2 separate regions of the Mus musculus genome follow, and region 1 is linked to region 2. Evidence: chromatin contacts called from public Hi-C data. All regions are on one chromosome and are shown on one strand. Each heading gives the region's core, a stretch centred on a gene start, on an enhancer-like site or on the middle of the called end of the contact. The rest is flanking DNA. Distances are from core to core; before and after follow the strand shown.

Region 1 (7,015 bases), core at 2,539-5,038, 860 kb after region 2:
AAAACATTTCCTGTTACTTCCACAAAACATAGAAGAATCATAATATTAACAAGAAAATAAATATATGTACTAAAATTAGCATTGCCTTGGCTGATGGCTTCTGTAATGTTCTCACCATGGGACTCCAAAGTCAGAAGGAGGTGGGTATGGTGCTTTCTGTTTGCTTCTACCTGGGCGATGCCTTCAATTCCTCTCTGTTTTATGAACTAATATGGCATCTCCCTAGCCAATCCAATGATCTGACTTTCTCTCTTTCTCTCTCTCTCTCTCTCTCTCTCTCTTTCTTTCTTTCTTTCTTTCTCTCTCTCTCTTTTTTCTTTCTCTCTCTCTCTTTCTTCCTTCCTTCCTTCCTTCCTTCCTTTCTTTTTTCTTTTTTTGTTTTTCGTTTTTTGGGGGTTTATTTTGGTTTTATTTGTTTGTTTGTTTGTTTGTTTGTTTGTTTGAGACAGGGTTTCTTTGTATAGCCCTGGCTGTCCTGGAACTCACTCTGTAGACCAGGCAGGCCTCAAACTCAGAAATCCTCCTGCCTATGCCTCCCGAGTGCTGGGATTAAAGGTATGTGTCACCATTGCCCGGCTGGATCTGACTTTCAAGATGCACTCGATTATCTCTGAATCCACTTAACCAACTATTTTCTCGTTGCAAATCATTGATTCTCTCTTTCCAGATGAGCTCTCCTCAAAGCCATTCTTCACTGTTTGGAAAATGCATCCCGAGACCCATGTGGGTGCCTAAAAGTCGCATAGCACTGGAACTTATCTATTTTACATGTTCACCTAACTGAAGAGCTGAGTGTAGCAACTCATGTCTATAATCTCACTATCCATGAGTCTGAGACAGAAGGATCACTATAAACTCAAAACTACTATAGGCTACAGAGAAAGATACCATCTCAAAAAAACTTATAAGATAGAAAAATTATAACAATTTGTTGTTAATAAACTCCTATGAATGTTGATTCTCACTGATAAAATGCAATGCACCCTATGTTGGACAAAGAACTGACTTAATGTGGGTGCTGTAGATGGTGCAGGAGTTCATCACTCTGGTCAGAGCAAGACACAATTTCCAGCTTACAAATTGCTTACCTCTGGAATTTTTAATCAATATTTTGGACTGCGATGAATTGCAGGTACCTGAAATTCTGCACAGGGGGCCAACAGACTGGCTAAGACACCGGTCTCGCATGTGGACATTAGATTGGGTTCCTGTTCCTTTCTAAGTTTACATGGAATAAAAGGCTGTCTCCTACCCCTGGAGTCCTAATAGCCTTTGAACCATATATTTCTCAGTAGGAACAAGAGGCACTCTGATAGCTTCGTCAAAGTCTGTTAACACAGTCTGTGATCAGCAGACTAACCAAAGAGGAAGGACCCGAGGACACGGCTACCTAAACACACGGATTGTTCTTACTAAGAGACTTGGATCAAAGTGAACCAGAAGGTTCTGGAAAGGTGAAGGAAGCCAGGGAATAGGCTTGTGAAGATGCTGACCCAAGCAGGTATCCTTATCACTGAGACTGTGTGCTTTGCACTTCTGCAGTCTAGATTCATTTTTCTTGTCCTAACACAGGCACATACAGGAGTTCCAATTTTAAATGGCTGTTGGATGGAGCCAGTGGTGTGGTGTGTATGCCTGAAGAAAAATGATAATATTAGCAACCAAATTCTAACTTCCATTTCCTAACAAGTCTTGCCACAGCCTGGAAGCACAGCAGATAGTGAGCCTAGGATTAATAGCATGTTAATTGATTAATTAACATTTGCTGGCTTTCTGACTAGAGTGGGGAGTGCCATGCCTCATTCTGTATTTATAAGTTCTGTCTGATCATAATCATCTATTTCATCTGAAAATGATAATTACAACCTAAAGGCTAAGGTGTTAGGTCTGTTCTGATACAAGAACTCATGTGGGAACAACCAGGATGGACTAGCTCGAAGGACCTCATGACTGGCCTTTTGTCACCTGATCCAGAATAAAACAGGTATTGTAGATCAATGCGTAAGTAAGGCATTGAAAACTGTCCGTTAAGTTGGTTAGAAAGTTGTCCTAGGGACTCAACAGTAACAACACCTACATAAGCAGAGGCACTCTACTGAACTTCTCCTTCATGTACCGTGGTAAGGCTGCTTACTTCTCATGCAGCTACCTCTAAGCACTTTGTCAGGAATATATGGGCAAATATGGCCTTCATGCCCATGGCAGCTCTCTTTTTAAACTAAACCTTGCGAAAAACATTTTGTGAAAGACATCTCCATCTGATGACCTTCTGGGTTCAATAACATCAGTTGTCCCCAAGGAGAAGTTCCCATAGTGTCCTCAGTGATTTCTCTCCTTACCAGATGTGAATTCCTACATGATTTCCTACCAAGTATCAGTGGTTACTTAACTCTAAGCCCATAATTATGAACACTAGAAGAGCCTTGGTGACCCCTCTCCTGACTGAAGGAAGTGTTCATTTATATAGCCTGGAGACAGGTTACAGTATGCTAAGTACTGATCCTACAGAAGCCACATCTGATTGATACTCTCAGAAGTACGTGTTCAGTTTCTCAAACCTTACTGATAGAGTAGGCAGGGCTAGCAACAGCTGAGTGGTAACATTACATATGCACATTCAAAAGACATTTATTATCTGAAAGACACTGTTTAGAAATTGTGTTTCTACTTAATTTGTGATAAATGATTAGTAAACTTGTTTGTCAATGTAATAAAAAAAAAAAAAAACACTGAGACTCATAGAGCATTCTCAATGAGATGCACATAGCTTGTTATCTAAGAAGAGTAAGAAGCAGCCACTCTCACAGGAGGAAGAGGTGATTGCTTGCCTGAACTCTTCCTCCCCACGTCCTCCCCAGGCAGCCCTCTGCCCTGTACAATCTATCCTAGACAGACTTTCTTCTGCCAAAGCAAACTGATTACCCTAAGGTGGAGGATGGATGGCCAACTAAAGAGATATCTTTTGTCCAAACGTGCCTGGAAAGATTATAAACCATGACGAGGTCCACTCCTCTACCTGGACAGAGAAGGCTAGATCTAGGTTAGATCTAAGAGGAGAGCTAGCCTCTGGAACATAAGGATTATAAACTCAGACATCGCTCAGCCTTCTGGCATGACATTCTTTCTCCTATTAATAGCAACTTTGTCCCATTCTGCTTATCCAAGAAAATGGAATGAATGAGACTTGGCTGCAAGTATGAGAGAGAATAAAATCCAGGAGAGCAATAAATTGGAGTACAGAGTGGCAGACACCATAATCCGCTGGAATGCCTCTCTGGCTCAAGGAAAAGTACCTCTTTGGGGAACCAGCAAAGGAAATCAATGCCCATAAAAGCATCCAGAGCACAGGCAACAGCAGAAAAAATAGACACTGTTGACCAGGACATGCGGCAGATTGCAGGTTGTAAAACAAAATAGAAAGTCATTAAAAAGGCGGGCAAAGGGCATGCTTGCACGATGCAGATGTCACTGGGGACCTGCGTTAGGGGGGCTCGGGACTTCTCATTAGCTGGGAGGTCAGTATTGTCTGTATGACTCTGGGGTCCCACATGGTTGATCCCTGCTCAGCGGCATGGAGGTGAGAAGTGGTTACACGGGCAATAGGTCCACTTGGTAGCACGTTCTAACCAGCTTATCGGGTTATTAACACATCACAAGCATATTGAGCTGTATTCATTTAGGGTTCGGGTTGCTTTAACCAAAGACTGTTCTGGGAAGCCTGCCAGGATATGTATTTCTGGAAGGAGTTCCCTTTCTACCTCATACAGCACCTTTTGATCCACCAGAGGGCAGAGTCAACCCATGAGACCCAGGCTTAGGAGCTTTGTGGGGTTGTGTGCAGTCGGGAGGATATCTGCAGGAGGGGACCATAAAAGCAAAGCCATCAACAAATTCTCCTTATACAGGAAGTAGGGAAACACTTCCCACAACTTCCGGAACAAGACAACTAGCCAACAATAGGACCTGAAAAGGAGCAGGGTTAAAATGTCACTGGTATGTTGTGCCTCAGTTTCCCAACATGTCAAAGAAAAGGTGCTTGAATCTTCTTGGTGTATTTATAAATCAGACTGCCTTTTACAGATCATCAAGAGCATCTCTCATAACACAAGAGGAACGGCTGGAGGAGCCAGGCTTTAAGCTCATAGCCAACAAAGTAGAAGGCCTGCTTGGAAGGCCTTTCCCAGGCTTCCCACTTCTGTCTCCCACTGGCCCTCTGCAGGCCTCTACCCCAGGCGTCCCCATTCTAGCCCTTCCTTGCTTTTCATTGTCTTGGCCACCTGCTCCAGTTCCCCTTGTCTTGGGAGAAATAAAAGTAAGCCCCAAAATAACTCCTGGGGGAGAATGACAGCAGCTGCCTGCTGCCATCCCAGAAGATAACTCCAGAGTTCTGGCAAGGTGCCAGCAGTGGTGTGAGCTTTGATTTCCAGAGCTATTGCCTATGTTCCACAATAGCTCAGCCTTCGTTTATCAGAGAGAAGAGGATGATGGAGGAGCAACAAAAAAAAAAAAAAATACCTTCCCAAACCATAATAATAACAGGCACCAGCATCTGTCATCACCCCCAGCAGGATTCCATGGTATGTACCACATGCCAATCACATGGCTTCATCAAGAACTGACTCCACAGCTGGACTGGAAAAAAAAAATCACATTACCCTCCCTGATACTGTCCAATGTTCTTAAACCAACCCTGTGGGAAAGCAAACCCATCAGGCTCTTTTGGACTAGAAAAGAATGGATACAGAATCATCTGTTGGTTAGTTTTGTTTTATTTTTCCATCACAAGCGTTCTCTGACATAACCAAGTAGCCAGACACCAGCTCATTCTCGGTCTCTGTTCCCCTACATTACACAAGAGTGTGTGCTTGGACTCAAGGAACTCACAGACAAACGATGATGCCTTCTACCAACAGCTGGTACACTCCAGCCCTGTCAGAACCGAAGACAATCTTCCTCTTCTCCTGTTCCTTCTACTCTTCCTCCTCCCCTATCTCTTACACACACACACACACACACACACACACACACACACACACACACACACACACTCACTATACTCTTTCCTATCCCTATACACCTCAATAGTAAATTATGTGGGCATAATTTAGTCCAGGTTTCTTGGGCATCATAGAACACATGCACAAATCTATTCACTAAAATCATCTCACAGAATGTTGTAGGGGTATATATGCTTAATGTGCATCAACCAGCACGCCAGTGAAATAAAAGATGAAGAGGACAGATAAGATGTCATAGGAAGATGGTGCTTTCTGGTTTGCAATGTACATCAGCCACAGTTATGGACCTTTTTTAAGTGCCTGTGCTTTACTAATCTCTTTCCACTAATATTTAAAAGAAGTTTCACAGCTTTTACTGATGAATAGAATGGAGTGACGTCATCTGAGTGGCTGGGAAGATTTAGGAAGAATTGGGGTAATATAGAGCTGTAACAACAAACCGGGACACATCATAAGATGTTCTCACAGAGAGCCTTTGAAATACCCCTAGGAACATAGCATGGAGGTATGGATGATGTCCCAGACAGCAGCCCTGAGCCTAGATCTAGGAGATAGAGAGAATCACTCTCCACTGGGGAAAGGCTAAAAAGCCACAAATGTTCTCACAGGACCACTGGTGGGTTACACCTGCCAGAGCTGTGAGCCCACTGGAAGGAGCAGCCACTGAGAAGCCCAGATTGAAACTTAAGGCCAGAGGGTCATTAACTGAAAGAAATGAGGAAGGCAAAATAACAGTATGTCACTGTCATCAGCATGAACCAGGCACCACGCTAACCCCTTCACACAAGATGTTTTACTTGCTGTGTGGCAGTTATCAAAAATATCTCTATGTTGTATGTGAACAAACAGAAGCCTAATAAATTGCCTAAGGTCACATAGTCACTAAATTTCAGAGTTGGGCTTCTACTTTAGCAATGTCTTTCTGAAGATCCATCCTCCATAGCAGGGTGTTCTGTACGTCTGTACCTGCTGATCTGTCGGTCTTGGGAGCTGGGCCAGTGGGGAACCAGAAAAAGAAATGCACTTAAAGGAGGTTTTTCTTTTTTTCTTTTCTTTCCTTTCCTTTCCTTTCCTTTCCTTTCCTTTCCTTTCCTTTCCTTTCCTTTCCTTTCATATTTTATTCCATTTTATTTCATTTTAATTGAGGACTTTAACTCATCGTCATGAGCTGAGATGTGACTGCATTAGAGGTTCTCAGTTGTGTCTCATAGGTTGTTCTTGATTGTTCACCCAATTTGTCAATTCCTTCATGTCAGGATGGTTTTTGCTGTGACTCAGATGAAGTTCATGGCAGCTGGGTTCAGGGCACATCCTCAACCCACTTGTTGATTGGCTTATCTCATGTACATGGGACATGTCTGGTTGGAGGGATTAGAGGCCAAAGAGCCTCCTACTTCTTCCCAAGAAAGAATGGCTACAAGTCACATGCACATCAGGTCCTCTGCTTATCCTGCCCTCTAACAGTCCCAGCCACCTTTCTCTCTGACTCCATAAAACTGAACCCACAGACATACTATTATAGGCACAGTTAGGTATTATTAGGTCTTCTAATAAGGCTCCTAGGACATGTCTAGGACTTTATTATGATAGCAGAATTGTCTCTAAGAACAAATCTATGTCAGAAACACATGACATGAACCACAACACCCAATATAGGTACCCTTGTATGTACCTCCTCCTGCCGGACCACCCTCTGTGTGCTTCTTGTCCCTCTCTGTCCTTGCTATGTATGAACAGTACATTTTATATGAAGCTGTAAAATTTGATGACAGCTTTCCTCTCCTGTCATGTGGCCCTCAGTGCTGATCCTTCTGTGATATACAGCACTGACCCTCTGGCAGTCAAGCAACCTCATTACAAATGAGAAAAAAAGAGAGGCAGAGGACACAAAGGGTGGGTTGGGGAATCGAGGAAGAGTGGTGCCATCAGGAGGGTTTACATAGATAGGACAAGAAAGGAAAGCAGAAGGAAAACACAACTCTCAAGGGTGGGGCACA
Region 2 (7,095 bases), core at 2,222-4,721:
GCTCAACTGGCAGTTAGCATGTAGAAGAATGCAAATAAATCCATTCTTATCTCCTTGTACAAAGCTCAAGTCCAAGTGGATCAAGGACCTCCATATAAAACCAGATACACTGAAACTTTTAGAGGAGAAAGTGGGAGAAATGCCTCATACATACTGGCACAGGGGAAAAATTCCTGAAGAGAGCACCAATGGCTTGTACTGTAAGATCAAGAATTAACAAATAGGACCTCATGAGATTACAAAGCTCTGTAAGGCAAAGGACACTGTCAATAAGGCAAAAAGGCAATCAACAGATTGGGGAAATATCTTTATGAATCCTAAATCAGAAGGAGGGCTAATATCTAATATATACAAAGAACTCAAGAAGTTAGACTCCAGAAAACCAAATAATCCTATTAAAAAATGGGGTACTGAACTAAATAAAGAATTCTCAGCTGAGGAATACCGAATGGCTGAGAAGCACCTAAAAAAAAATGTTCAACATCCTTAGCCATCAGGGAAATGCAAATCAAAACAACTCTGAAATTCCACCTCACACCAGACAGAATGGCTAAGATCAAAAACTCAGGTGACAGCAGAGTTTCAAGTGACCAGCAAGCTGGTGAGGATATGGAGGAAGAGGAACACTCCTCCATTGCTGGTAGGATTGCAAGCTGGTACAATCACTCTGGAAATCAGTTTGGTGGTTCCTCAGAAAGTTGGACATAGTACTATCAGAGGATCCAGCAATACCACTCCTAGGCACATGCCCAGAAGATGTTCCACCATGTAATAAAAACACATGCTCCCCTATGTTCATAACAGCCTTATTTATAATAGCCAGAAGCTGGAAAGAACCTAGATGTCCCTCAACAGAGGAATGGATACAGAAAATGGGGTACAATTACACAATGGATTTCTATTGAGTCTTTAAATGACCATGGCTTAACTTTGGCAAAGTTCTGTGGGACCACTGTTTTCTCCTTGGAAGGAAATGCTCTCTCCTTTTTAACAACTTGGTTGAAATTTACACATTTAATTATGTCATGTTTACTATACACCTCTAGTCGCCAAGAGAAAAAGTGGGGGGTTAGAAAACATTTTGGGTTTTTATGCATTATGTGCATTCCCTTTTTGTCAACTGAATCTAAACTAGAGTCAAGTGGAAAAAGGAAAACTTGACTGAGAAACTGCCTCCCTCAGATTGGCCTATAGTCAAGGCTGTGGATGGTATGTGCCCTGCATGAGGAGCACTGAGTTGTATAAGGAAGCAGGCTGAGGTGGGTGGGTGGGGGAGCACCCTCATAGAAGCAAAGGGAAGAGTGAAAGGGATAGGGGGTTTCCAGAGGGGAAACTTGGAAAGGGAATGAATAACATTTGAAATGTAAATAAAGAAAATATACAATAACAGAAAGAGAAAAGGAAAGGAGAGGAGAGGAGGAGAGGGGAAAGGAGGGGAGGGGAGGGGAGGGGAGGGGAGGGGAGGGAAGGGAAGGGAAGGGAAGGGAAGGGAAGGGAAGGGAAGGGAAGGGAAGGGAAGGGAAGGGAAGGGAAGGGAGGAAAAAAGAAAAAGCAGGCTGAGCAAGCCAAAGGGGAAAAATCAATAAGCACAATAAGCAGCATTCCTGTACGGTTCTGCTTCCAGGTTCCTGCTTGAGTTTCTGCCCTGCCTTCCCTCAATTATGGACTCTTATGGGGTTCTATAAGCCAAACAAACCCCTGCCTTCCCAAGTTGCTTTTGGTCATTGTGTTTGTCTCAGCAACAGAGGCCAAACTAGGACACATTGCTGGATATTTATTGTTGCATATCAAGAGTCATTGGTACTTTTTAAAGCTTCAGGTGTAGCTGCTGACAAGTGAGGGTTGCTGTGGTTCATTTGATTGCAAGCTTACTTGTGAGAAGTGTCCATGAAGAGATGTTCAGCGTGCCTTTAGGTGTACCTGTGAGGGGGCCATCAGTCTCCTAACTAAGAGAGAAAGCCACTTTGAATATGATATCCAAGGCCAGGTTGGGATTTGTTCTGCTCTCTCAGTGTTAGGCAGCGTTTGCATCACCATGGCAGAGACGGAGGGAAAACAACCTGAAGAGGTTTACTTGTTTGGGTGCAGGGCTTGAGGGGGTTCGGTCCTTGGGTGCTCAGCCACGTGGGCTTGCGCAGGGCTTGAGGGGGTTCGGTCCTTGGGTGCTCAGCTACGTGGGCTTGCGCAGAACATCCTGGCCATGGGATCAGGTGATGGGGAAGATTATGCGCTCTTGACAGATCAGTAGCAGACAGAGAGGGAACCAAATATACCCATCAAAGACAACTCTAGATACTTATTTTCTTCAGCTCTGCCCACTGCCCAAAGATCCCCCACATCTTCCACACAGAGCACCTGGCTGGGGACCAACTTCAATACAAAGGCCCACAGGGTATGTTTTATACTCAAGCTTTAATACTCTGTCTGATGGTAGCCCTAAGGTAATTGGCTGAGTTTGCCCCTCCCTGCCCACCCTGCCATGGCGCTCAGCCTCATCCCTGTCCAGAAGCAGCAATGCAGACTGACCATGGACTGAAACCTCTGAGCAGATGAGACAAGAGAAACCTCACTTGTAAGTTACTCCATCAGGCATTTTGTCACAGCAATGAAAAGTCTGGCACCGGCATTGCAATAATAGCATTCTATTCCTAAGGCAGTTCATTAAATGATGCAAAGTGGCAGTATCCAGAGGGCCCTGGACAATCCATGGTTGCTGATATGAAAAGCTCTTCAAATAGCATTCTTGTTTACTTTGATTACACACTAATGGTGTTCACCTGATTATGAACATCTTGCAGACAGAGGTGATGCTGCCCTCATCATGCCAGCACCAAGTCCAAGCCCTGGATTTGGAAGCAGCTTCAACACTTTTAATGTACACTGTATTGAAAGGGCATTGGGCTCACAGGTTACCTCCCAGTCCCCAGACATTCATTTCAACCAGCCCAGACTGCAAACACAGCTTTATACTTGAAAATCCATATCTGGGTCTTTAACCATCAGTGCCCAAAGCAGTTGCTTGTATGTGGGATGGCTGTGTTAAAACAGATCATGTGCACACTTCCCTAGCTGAACTAGGAAAGCTGAGTACTGCCTTGGAGGCAGCTCCTGTCTCTCCCAGCTCCTCCCCTTCTTCTCTTAACTCCTCCTCCGTGCACTCACACTGACCTGGTAGATTCCCAGTCTTTTGGAAGGGCTTGTATTAAAAGTTTCATTAGAGAATCACGCCAGGGGTTTTAAACAGCAGCGATCTAGCTGTAAAGGCTTGGAAGCAGTCCCCGAGTGTGCACCAGGAGTGGGCTGATGGCGGCAGTGCCAGCCACTGCAGCGCACTGGGACTCCCGCCCTGAATCTTATTTACATTGGGACTAACAATAGCTCTGCAGCCTGGCTATAAATAATTTCTGGGGAAGAGTTGTCTAATTAAACGTGCAGCAGTAAGGAAAGTGCTTTAACCACAAGGCTGGTGTCCTAATGAACGTAATCACTGTATGGGGACAGCTTAGGAATCACATCCAGACACCTCCCTGTGGAGGTAGGGAGGTAGAGGGGAAATTCGTAGGAAGAATTTCCAATCAATATTTAATTGTGCATTGTGTTAAACTAGTTTAGGGTCCTCTTTCTCCTTCTCTTTCCTCATATCAAGAGGTAAAAGGGATTTGAAAATGTAGCTTTGTAGCATGGCTTGAGCCTCAGATTCCAGTGAGACAATTGTCTCCAAGTTTTCAATGCATGGCAATTACTAGGATACACAAAAAAATATTAATTAGTAAGTGGCTTGTAAATTCTGATGGGTCCTGCCTTTAAAGAAAAAGAAGTGGGGAGTCGAATTGAAGTTTTATTCTGTCTCTGACCATGTCTGCTCCGGACTTGGTGCCCTTTAGGGCCAGGCAGTGTCCTGTGTCCTTTGGTTTCTCCAGGTCAAGCATTGGGAAGATATGACTATTCCCCCTGGATGAAGGCAATCAACTGTCATCAGTGCAGGGACAGCAGGCTTCTGCTGATATCCGAGCTACTATGAGCAGATCAGCAAGGAAGCCCAGTTCAGCCATACCTGATTCTGCTTCAGTGGAAACAACACTGTGAATTAGCTTGAGGGAAAAGTCTGTAGGATACAGGGTGGTAGTCTTTCCTTGTTATTTACAACACAGTTCTAAGGATAAAGAGGGGACCATGTGAGAAAGAATACCGTGTCATCAGGCTAATGTTTTTAAGTAATATAGGAACCATATATACAAACATCTGCAAGGACATAGTTAGAATATGTATATACAGATATTAGGTAGTTTGATGCCTTTGTGTGTGTGTGTGTGTGTGTGTGTGTGTGTGTATGAGTGAGTTTGCGAGCAAATTTGAGCACACACATGCCTTGGATATAGACTAGCTATTGCATATTGCTATGGTAACCTGCATGCTCTTGAAGACTAGTTTAAAGCATGGAAAGAGAGTATACATGTGTAGAGGTACCCCAGGCCAAGCTGCATAGAAACAGCAGGCCAACACTCACTCCATATACCCCCTGACAGTCAGAGATATAGGCATTAAGTGTGGGCACCTGTGATGAATCAAATTCACCACTGGATGTCAACGTTGCTCTAGCTAATTAGAAGACCTGCAGAAATCCTATTCTCTCTTATACTGGGGGTAGGTTTAATCTATGGAATAAATGTACCAGGGAGGAGGAGGTAAAAGCATCAACCTTCTGAAAGAGTCCACAAAGCAGAATCGGGGAACCAAATTTGGCATTTCTTCTTTCAGCCACCACTGTCCATCTAATAATCTTCTAGTTGCTTTTTCTTTATTACTCGGCTCTCCAATTAACACTCCCAGTTCTACTACATAATATAACCATTCATTTTCCTTATTGTCTAGCACTTACCACCCACATGCACATGCCAGAGTCTGAATGACAAGAGGGTAGAATTCTCATTTCTGCCATGTATATGTCTATAACTCAGCCTGATACAAAACAAATGTTTGCTAAGTATTTGATCGGAATAGATAAATGACCAATAGCGGAACTGATAATGTTTAGTTAGTAAATATAAACACAAACAGAGACCTTACGCCAATAGTAATGGGAGTTCTGTCTTCTGGGAAATGTGTGACAGTGTGGCTGGAGAAGAAAGGGCAAATGAGGATACCTAAGCTTGGAAGTGTCAAGTCACAAAGCCTGGGGGTGTCAAGGGTGTGCTGCTACTGTGACTGGGGATGGAAGATTAGCTTCTCTCAACCATAGCTCCCTGGTCAGTACAACAGAATAATTGTAACCTACCACATCTATGGAGGAGGCTTGTGGAGATCACATGTCACAGGCTACTACACAATGTACTTGGCCTGGGATAATACCATCCAGGTCCTTCTTAAGTCTCAAGTATGTTATGAGCACAAAGAACGACACACAACAAGGGGATTATTAACCTTACCCAATGGCATAGAAACTGTAGACCTCTTCCAAGTAATTCACTTTAACCACAGAAGGTCAATTTAACCAGGAATAACAAATGTAGTGGTAGTAGTAGTAGTAGCAGTAGCAGTAATAATAATATTATTAATAATAATAATGATGAAGCAGAGTTCAAAAACCATCTTGGAGAAGATGCAATGGGCCCAGTCATGGTGCTAGGGGGCTGTGAAATGTTTTTCCTTCAAGGGGTGAGCCTCTAGTCTGCTGGGTGTTTCTTCTATTCTATGGACATGTTGGCAGCATCAGGGACTTCCATGGCAGCCGTGCTAGCATCATTCTGAATCCATATGCTTAATTTTTAATAAATAAATGAAATCAAATTAAGCAAAAAAGAAAAATAGGTCTACAGTGTGGAGGCATTTCAAATTATTTACTGTGCTGTCACTTTAGGCTCATTGATGCTTGTTAATTTTTTTGAATTTGATGATAAGCACCATTTATAAGCTAAATAAGACATTATTAGCAGTATCCTGGCAGAAATGTACAAGGACACCGCTAAGCTAAGGTGAAAAATGCATTATTGAATGAAATTTAATTAGTAGATTTTGTTCTATTAGTGGTTTGAATATTGCATTTAGGAAAATAAATATAAATATGATCCAGGCAATCTTTCCAGTGAGAAAATGTCACTGGTAATATAACATCACTCCTACTCTTTCAGGCAGATGTGGGATGAAAATTGATGTCTTGGTCTCTTGCCAGTCAAAAGATTTTCTGGTTTGTGGTTCTGATAATAGCTAAGTAGAGGGGAGATGCCTTGTGTGCAGCTCCCGTGGGTAGGAAGAAGGGTACCTGGTGAGAATTAGTGTTAGCCTTTTTCTCACAGTAGTCCATTGAGCAGTGCATCTCAGAGAACTGGATGGTGGTTATAGTTTGCTTCAGTGATGTCTTAGTTAGGGGTCTCTATGGCTGTGAAGAGACATCATGACCACAGCAAATCTTATAAAAGAAAACATTTAATTGTGGCTGGCATACAGTTCAGAGGTTTAGGCTGTTATCATCATGGCAGGAAGCATGGTGGCATACGGGCAGGCATGCTGATGGAGAAGGAGCTAGGAGTTGTACATCTGCATCCACAGGCAGCAGGAAGAGAATGAAGCATGCTTCCTCTAACAAGGCCACACCCATTGCAACAAATCCTCACATCCCAAAATGTAACTCCCTATGAGCCTATGGGGAACATTTTATTTTCAAACCACTACATTCCACCCTCTGGTCCCCAGAGGCTTGTAGCCATATCATAATGCAGAAATGCATTCGTCCAAACTTCAAAAGTCCCCATTGTCTATAACAGTCTCAAACTTGTTTAAAAATCTGAAGTCTCTTCAGAGTTTCTTGTAGTCTCTTCAATGCAATCCCTTGTAAAAATCAGCATCAAAAAGCAGATTACATACTTCCAATATAAAATTGTACAGGATATGTATTACCGCCCTTCCCCCCTCCCCCCCCAAAAAAAATAAAAGGTAGGGAAGGAAGCTTAGTGAGGAAATACAGGACCAAAGCAAGACTAAAAACAAAATAGGCAAATTCCAAACTTTGCATCTCTATGTCTGATGTCAAAATGTTCATATCTCAAACTTCTTTCAGCTTTGCTGATTGCAGAACACTCTTTTCTCCTGGGCTGGTTC

The links. Hi-C and Micro-C count contacts between places; a contact is called where the count stands out from the background.
Region 1: a contact with region 2 is called in a Hi-C map of cerebral cortex, with 2.5 times the contacts expected there. The contact joins two enhancer-like sites. A contact is called at or near these places in 4 of 484 Hi-C or Micro-C datasets (cerebellar granule neurons, cerebellum and cerebral cortex).

The regions. Positions count from the first base shown.
Region 1 is chr9:29,198,078-29,205,092 of GRCm38.p6, forward strand. All of the region lies in intron 1 of Ntm (neurotrimin), which reads right to left. Among named protein-coding and RNA genes, the nearest start is that of Gm15520, 170 kb to the left of the region's middle. Within about 2 kb of position 3,789, at least 12 of the 459 cell types and tissues checked have an H3K27ac peak or open chromatin away from gene starts, as enhancers often do. A contact at or near this core is called in cerebral cortex, where this site is marked.
Region 2 is chr9:28,333,515-28,340,609 of GRCm38.p6, forward strand. All of the region lies in intron 1 of Opcml (opioid binding protein/cell adhesion molecule-like), which reads left to right. Among named protein-coding and RNA genes, the nearest start is that of Gm39313, 59 kb to the right of the region's middle. Within about 2 kb of position 3,472, at least 36 of the 459 cell types and tissues checked have an H3K27ac peak or open chromatin away from gene starts, as enhancers often do. A contact at or near this core is called in cerebral cortex, where this site is marked.